2 separate regions of the Sus scrofa genome follow, and region 2 is linked to region 1. A link is a contact called in public Hi-C data. All regions are on one chromosome and are shown on one strand. The core of a region is the stretch at or near the end of the contact, and the rest is flanking DNA. Distances in the headings are between cores, read along the strand shown. Region 1 has its middle 130 kb from the start of TRIB1. Region 2 overlaps NSMCE2 (E3 SUMO-protein ligase NSE2).

Region 1 (3,849 bases), core at 1,074-3,573:
AACTCTTCTTCACATCGGGGTGGGGGTGGTGACACAGGGTCGTTATGGCCTCAAGATAAAGTCTTAGTGAAAAATGAATAAATGTTCTTTAGTTATATTTTTTAAAAAAGAAATACATACCAATGCGTTCTGTCATGAAGCAACGCCCCCAATGTCCCCAAGTTGGGGCACTGCCTTCAGGAAAGGCTGGCAGGAGCTGATTTTCTCCACCTGAGGATGGTTCCCTAGAGTAAACAAACACGGCTGGGCCTCGGGGCTTAGAGAGGGCACTGCAGGCAGAGGGAGCGGCTGAGCAATGTGCTGGGAAGAAAGAAATCAGTGTGCTGGTGGGGGGGCATGGGGCCGAGTCCCACGTGGCTGGGGAGGTGGGGGAGGGAGAGAAATGAGGCTGAATGCAGAAGAAGGCGTCGATCATCAAAGGCCTCTTAGGCCAGGACTGTAACGACAGGCAGAGTGTAGGGACCAACCACGAGCCAGGCCAGGGTGAGGGGCTTTCTTAGCGGTGACTTGGGAAACCCCTCGTGACAGTCCTAGAAAGTGGTATTATTTATCATCCTCTTTCTCGCCTGAAGACATTTCCCCCTGGCAGTAAGAGGGGAAGCAGGCTCAGAGGGACCCTGGTTCTTATTGCAAAGATAAGAGGCTTGACTGAGGATGAGAGCAGGGATGTCAGGCAGAGGGAAAGGAAGCTGCAGGCTCCTTGGGCTAAAGTGATGGGGTGGCCAGTGGGGAGCAGGGTGAGGGCCCAGGCCACAGAGTGGCCTGTGGGAGGAAGGTGGTGCAGCTGGTGAGTGGGGGGCTGCAGGGAGTAGCAGGGCCTCCCGGGAGAGCCCTGGACTCCTCCACAAGCACAGGGGTCGGCACAGAGCACAGTCACACAAGGGCAGAGCTGGAAGCCACCTTGCAGAAATCTGGGGAGTAGGACCCTCCTGACTCATTCGCCCAGCTGTCCCCTCTGGCTCTAAGCCACCTGACTCCAGTTCAAGTCAACAGCGGCTCTTGCTTAGACGGCTCTAGAGAGTCCAAAAGCCTACCACAGCCCAGAAGGTTCTGTGTGGCCTTCTCCTGGGCACGCCCACCCCTCCTTCTCACCTTCCCACCCTGTGCCGCTCCCTCCCTTACCCTCACCCCCACCCCGGACTTCTTCCACTCTGGCTTCGCCACCCAGGACCGCCGGAGTCTTGCAAGGGCTGGCCTCTTTCTGTTCCCGGGGGGTTCATGCTTGGGGTGCTTCTTGCCATTTCTCCCAAACTCCCGATTCCACCTCCAGGCTGATGCCCCTCATCCTTCAAGATTCTGCCCACCGAGCCTCCTCCTGCCTCCTGGCTGTTCAGCACTCCCGTGACCCTGGGTCCTTTTCCAGCTAATGCATTTCTCACTTGTCATACTTGTTCCTTATCTGGCTCCCGCACAACTTTGTGAACCGGACTTGCTCTGCTCCCCAAGGCTGGAACAGTACCTGGCACAGAGCAGGGCTCTGAAAAGTATTTTTTGGGTGAATGAACGAGTAAACAAGAAAGAGAAGGAGCAATGGAAGCTGTGTGTGTATCCCAAGCTGCACTCTGGCTCCTGGCCTTCCCCTTCCCTGGACCAGCCTCCCCTCTTCTTACCCGCAAGTCTCCACCTCATCCTACGTGCTCTGAGAGGTCTCCCTGGGCATCTGTGACACAGGGGACACTCCTCATCACAGCACCATAGGACGCGTCATCTGAAAGGATGCAGCTTCAGTAAGTCCCCTGCACGTGAGGACGGCACCTGGCTCTGTGTGTAAATCTCACCTCCCCCGCCAAGGCAGCTCCCCCAGGCCTGCCACTGGGCCACACAGAGGGCCTTGCTAAGGGACGTGAGGGATGCACACGCTCAGCCACCAGAAGGGTTGACTCACTGTCAAGGGAGGTGAACATGAATAAGCATCAGATCCATGCAGCTGCTCCTTCCTCGCACGGACGGAACTCTCTCTACCCACTGGGATGTGAGTTAGGTGGTACAGGAGAGGGAAACGGTGCTTCAGCCCCGATCCCTGAGTGCTGGGGTGTATGGTCTAGTTACAACATAAGACCTAATCATAAGTCATCACCATATAAGACAAACGCCACCTCCAGACTTCCACGTCTTTATCATGCACCATCCCAGAGTCTGGCCCACGCCCATGAGGCACCTGGGCACCTGGTTCCCTCTCTCACTGGGCGGTGTTCACGTGCTCGGCACCATCTCCTCTGCATCTCCTGTTTCCATCTTACCATTTTACCTTCCCCAGTGTGTGTGTGTATGCGTGTGTGTGTTTGTTACAGTGAGCTCATCCCAGGCAAAGTGCATGTTGCTAAACCATTCCCTGGCTGTCTACAGACTATGCCTGGGAATTGTTTTTTATGAATGTTTGAACCCAACAACCTGCCTCTAGCAAACGCATCCAATTGGGCAACATGGCCAGGAAGAGGGTCAATGCTAGACCTTGAGTCCAAAGGTTTCCATGAGTACTTGGCGTCCCTAAGCACACTTTCGAGATCCTGTAATGGGAAAGGCAAAGGTACCTTAGATATATACAGAGAGAGACCCTGACACATAGGAAAACGGAGGAGTTGTGTAAGGTGACTCTCTTGGCACTCCTCGAGCACTGAGATACGGGAGTTGCCAAAGTTTCTCAAATTCTACCACCCCCACCTGGCGCTGCCTGGATGATGAAATATTCTGAAGAGTTTGAATTGCTTCCTCTGATGAGCGAAGCTAAAACCCAGCACCCCAGCCTGCCTCCTGGGTGATCACGAAGGACCATGGGACAGACTGGCAATGTCCCCACCAACACCCCACAGAGCAGAGCACAGCTCCCCTCTCTCAGTGCCGCCAGCATTAGAGTGAGTTACTTCACCTACTTGCTGGCAAAGAAAATGCCAGGTGGAAGCAAAATGTTGAAACCAAGATGGATGGCTCCCCGCCCCGAGGCGCGATGAAACACTTGGAAGAGGGCTTCCTGGGCGCTTGGCACATGCGTGAGAGAGCAGGGGAGGGGGTGCTGGGCTGGGGACACCCAGGTCTCAACTTGAACTCGAGCTTGTAACTGGCAGCAGAGAGGCCAAGGATGGGGCAGGGAAGAGGTTTCAGGGGATTAGGGCAGCTGCAATATTACTGATACGAAAGATGCATGAATTCCAGCAGCTTAAAAAAAATCCTTCCCAATGAATGAAATGGTGTGTGTGAATATATGTGCAAGTATATAGGTATCTGGGCGTGCAAAAATGGGGGTGTGGGGGTGTGTGCACACACAACTGTGGGTGTATTTGTCTGTGCATGTGTGTGTGTGTGTTTGTATGTGAGCATGAGTGCATGTGTGAGTTTGGGTACATTGCCTGGTGTGTGAGTGTGTATGTTGGTGTGTGTGTGTGCAGGTATGTGCATGTGAATGCAGATGTGTCTGTGTGTGTGTATATATGTGTGTGCATATCTGTGTATCTGTGTCTGTGTCTGTGTCTGTGTCTGTGTCTGTGTCTGTGCAGCATTTCGGAATGAAAACAACCATGGAATAAGCTTCAGAAAAGATGGGCTCTTATCTTGATCTGCCACATAGGAGCTGGGTGACTTTGAGAAAACCGTATCACCACTCTGTTTTCTCACCTGTTCTAGTTCCAAGAGCAATACCTAGTACATAATAACCACTCACTAAATATTTATTAAATGAGTGATTGTTATTTGGAGGTAATGCCGCTTCCTTTTCAGGAGATGAGAAAATATATGCCAAACTCCTCTCTTACTGTCTCAGTGATCGGCATACAACAGAAGCCCAGTAATTCTTAGCCCGTCCCCTCCCCAACTTCAGCTTTTTCCCCTTGGCGGAAGGAGGCTGATGAATGACAT
Region 2 (3,545 bases), core at 340-2,839, 220 kb after region 1:
ATTGCTTGCTTGATTTTTCTTTTCTTCTCTGTATTGCTTCTGAGGGTCTGATGAAGTGTCTGTTACCATTACGAATGAAATTCAGAAAAGGACCATGGGTTTTGTTCACTCCGCTTGGGAATCTTGATGCAAAAGAGGTTTGTATACTGCCATTAGAACAAATAAGACGTGCCATTCCTGAGTGCAAAGGGAACATGGCTTTTCAAAAGAAAAGTGAGAAGAAAATTCAAGCAGAAGGGATTTGGGGGCATTTGGCAGGAAGCAACTTTCGTATTCTGCTGATCTCCTTGTACGAGAAATATTTTCAAGAGCTCTTATGGAAAAGGCAGTTTCCACTCTTCTCCCCAGCCAACATCTAGGGGAGAAAAACACAGTGCCTTCAAGCCAGCTGTTTGCCAATTAGAAGAAACAGTACTTTGGTGGATAGTGAACAAGAATGACTGAAAGTTCTGGGTCCTGCCCCTTGGGAGGTCAGGCCACTTCAGCTATTGTTCTTGACCTTGTTCTTTTTCCAACATGAAAAATAAAGGAACGAGACTAGGAAGGAGGGGAGATGCTACAGTCTCAAAAACCATTCCAGTTTCAAATCCTTTATCCTTGCAATCACAGCCAAAGTTCACTACTATCTTAAAAAGCAACAAATATGTTCAGGAATATTTAGGTAGTCAGCTCGAATGACTTTTGGTACTGATCTCAAGGCAAACTTGTTGCCTTCATGAGTCAACCTATTTGCAAACTAAACTTGCACAACATCTGAATTTACATTACAGAAATTGAAGTGGCCATTAGTAACTCAGCAAATAAAATTGGATTTCAAGTGATGAAAACATGTTTCACTATGACCAATATTAAGTATAAATTGAGCAAGAGCGATGGTTACCCAAACATAGCAGGTAGAGGCAATGTGGTTATTACCAACATTTTGAAAACTGTATTCAGGAAAGCTTTTAATCACAGCATTACTTTACAAGAGTCAATGGACTACAAAGAATTATGCTCAGATCTGTCATGTACTTAGAGGGGGAGGAGGGCTGTAAGTCGGCACCAATAACAGAAATTGAATCAGTGGCTGAAATACATTTTCCCAGACTTCTTACTGTGCCCCAGACAATGAGGTGCTTTGAAAGCAAAATATTTGTCCTTTTTTTTTTCATACTTCAAGATTACAAAATCCTCATATACACTAACTCCATTTTCCCAAACTCATACTCTCATGAACATTAGCCCATCTGTCATTGCAAAGGGCCAGCAGGTCAGATCTGGGGACATTACTGAACACAGGTGGCCAAACCATTGTGTAAATCTGGGGAGGGGTTTCTCACACCTTCCAGATGTCTTGCTGCTGTGAATGTCTGTGTTGCCAACGGGACCATCAGTTTCAAAATATGGAAAACCACACATTGGAGCCAATATTTTTCTTGGAACTATTATTGGAAGAGGCATCAGTCTGGACGCCCCATCTATCCCCAAGTAGACTGAAATGCGGCTTGCAAAGAATTTTCAAACCAGGAACTCACATTCTCCAAAAGAGCAAGTGAGATGCAGCTAATATTTACTCTTCCATGTTCCAGACAGCAAAATGCCACACACGGCAAATGAACCATGAACCTGACCGTGTGAACGTCCCTGTGGTCAACGTCTCCCATCTCTGCTCTGCAGCTGCTTCACTCAGCAAGACCACCAGCATCCTCGTCACTTCTCTGACCCAGTCTCATCCTTGTCAACCTTTCACAGCTTCCAACTCTGCACATAACCGGTCCCCCCTCCCACCCCACCCGACTTCTGACTGAGGGAGGAACAAGGGGTTCAGGGTCGGATCAGGGTGGATCCTGCCTCCTGAGCTGTCTGATATCAGGAAAGGCACCACCTCTCAGAGTTTCCTCCGCTGTAAAATGGGACAATACTCAGCTGGCAGGACTGTTGTAAGGAATGAGAATGTAACTGAATACCTCATTTAATTTGAGTAAATTCATTATTTAATGTACTCAGCACATAATAAAGCACTCATCAGGTCCTTTTTTTCTCCCCCTTGGATTCCAGGAGACCGGCTGAGTTTGCTTTTGTCTTCTGCTCCATCTTTTTTTTTTTTTTTTTTTTGGTCTTTTTGCCATTTCTTGGGCTGCTGCCTTGGCATATGGAGGTTCCCAGGCTAGGAGTTGAATCGGAGCTGTAGCTGCCAGCCTACACCAGAGCCACAGCAACGTGGGATCCAAGCCGCGTCTGCAACTTACACCACAGTTCACGGCAACACCAGATCCTTAACCCACAGAGCAAGGCCAGGGATCGAACCTGCAACCTCATGGCTCCTAGTCGAATTCGTTAACCACTGAGCCACGACGGGAACTCCCAGCTCCATCTTTATATCGTCTCTAAACCCCCTTCAGTGATCCCTTCTTGTTGGCACCAGGGTCCTGCCAGGGCTTAACTTTCCCTGTTCTTCCACCTCTGTCACAAGGTGCTGTGTGATACTATATGGCCTCTCCGAGTTTGTCATATTCCCAGTCCTGACTCTTCACTTCCTTGCTGCAGCGTTTTAGGACAGCGCCATAGGTACACAGGGCCATAAATGACATTTTCTGAGGATCTAGCTCAGCCAATGCCACTATGTTATCTGTTTAGAGGATACAGCAACCAACATATCCACTGTGAACTTTCCCCTTTAGCTGAGCAATGTCTAGTTCTCAATCTCCAACAGCCTAAATCATCAGTAACTCTTCTTTTATATGACACATGCTTATCTTCTGGGAGGCCTTCCTCTCCTCTATCTCATTGGATCACATCCCACATCAATGATCTGCCAAATATGTAACCTCTAGTTCCACGTGTCCGTTCCTGACCATAAATTCAGACTCCTGCAAGAGCGGGTGCTGGCGCTCCCCCGACTCAGCCTGTGTAACATCTCCCCCATGGCTCCTTTCTTGGTTTATAGACAAAAATGGACAATTTTCATTACGTCCTGGCAGGCTAGCTACAACTTGCCTCCCACTATTCTCCGGGAGGTCTCATGGGAGGAGGCAGCACGAACCTGAATCCTGCCTCCCTCAGCTCCTCTGTGTTTTTGAGCGAGTTACCCAATCTTCCTGAGTTTGTTTCCTCATCTGCAGATAGGAAAACAACACCTGTGTGGTAGGGCTGCTCTGAGGATAAAAACATTTTGGGTAAAATGCTAACTATGGGGTTGGCATGTGACAGCCATCAAGAAAGGGGTGGGGGAGGGGGGGGATTTTCCTTAAACTTCCAGAGGTGCTTCCCGCCACCCAGGCCCTCCATCCCGCCCCATCTCAGTCCTTTGACGGGCAGGCATTTTGAGTGTTTGACCTCCCATTTGGGGCCCGTCGTGACTTCCCTCTGGTACAAAACATGCCCAAGAACCTCAACCACTGCTTCAAGACTTCCTTCTAGGTTGTTTCAAGATAGTTCATAAGCCTTGTGGGCCCAATCCTTCTCACACACACTCTGCCCACTGTCTCCGATGCCACCATCTCCTGAGCTCTCCCATCTCCAGATGGCCTTGAAAGGTCAACTCCCAACCCTTCCTGATTAAA

What was found. A called contact is a pair of places that touch in the nucleus more often than the background predicts.
Region 2: a contact with region 1 is called in a Hi-C map of liver, with 5 times the contacts expected there. The contact joins two enhancer-like sites. A contact is called at or near these places in 4 of 47 Hi-C or Micro-C datasets (liver and skeletal muscle) and 1 of 2 datasets of contacts at active chromatin or transcription factors (alveolar macrophages).

Annotation. Positions count from the first base shown.
Region 1 is chr4:14,161,833-14,165,681 of Sscrofa11.1, forward strand. No RefSeq gene overlaps it. Among named protein-coding and RNA genes, the nearest start is that of TRIB1, 130 kb to the right of the region's middle. Within about 2 kb of position 2,324, at least 7 of the 83 cell types and tissues checked have an H3K27ac peak or open chromatin away from gene starts, as enhancers often do. A contact at or near this core is called in liver, where this site is marked.
Region 2 is chr4:14,386,587-14,390,131 of Sscrofa11.1, forward strand. All of the region lies in intron 4 of NSMCE2 (E3 SUMO-protein ligase NSE2), which reads right to left. Among named protein-coding and RNA genes, the nearest start is that of TRIB1, 90 kb to the left of the region's middle. Within about 2 kb of position 1,590, at least 5 of the 83 cell types and tissues checked have an H3K27ac peak or open chromatin away from gene starts, as enhancers often do. A contact at or near this core is called in liver, where this site is marked.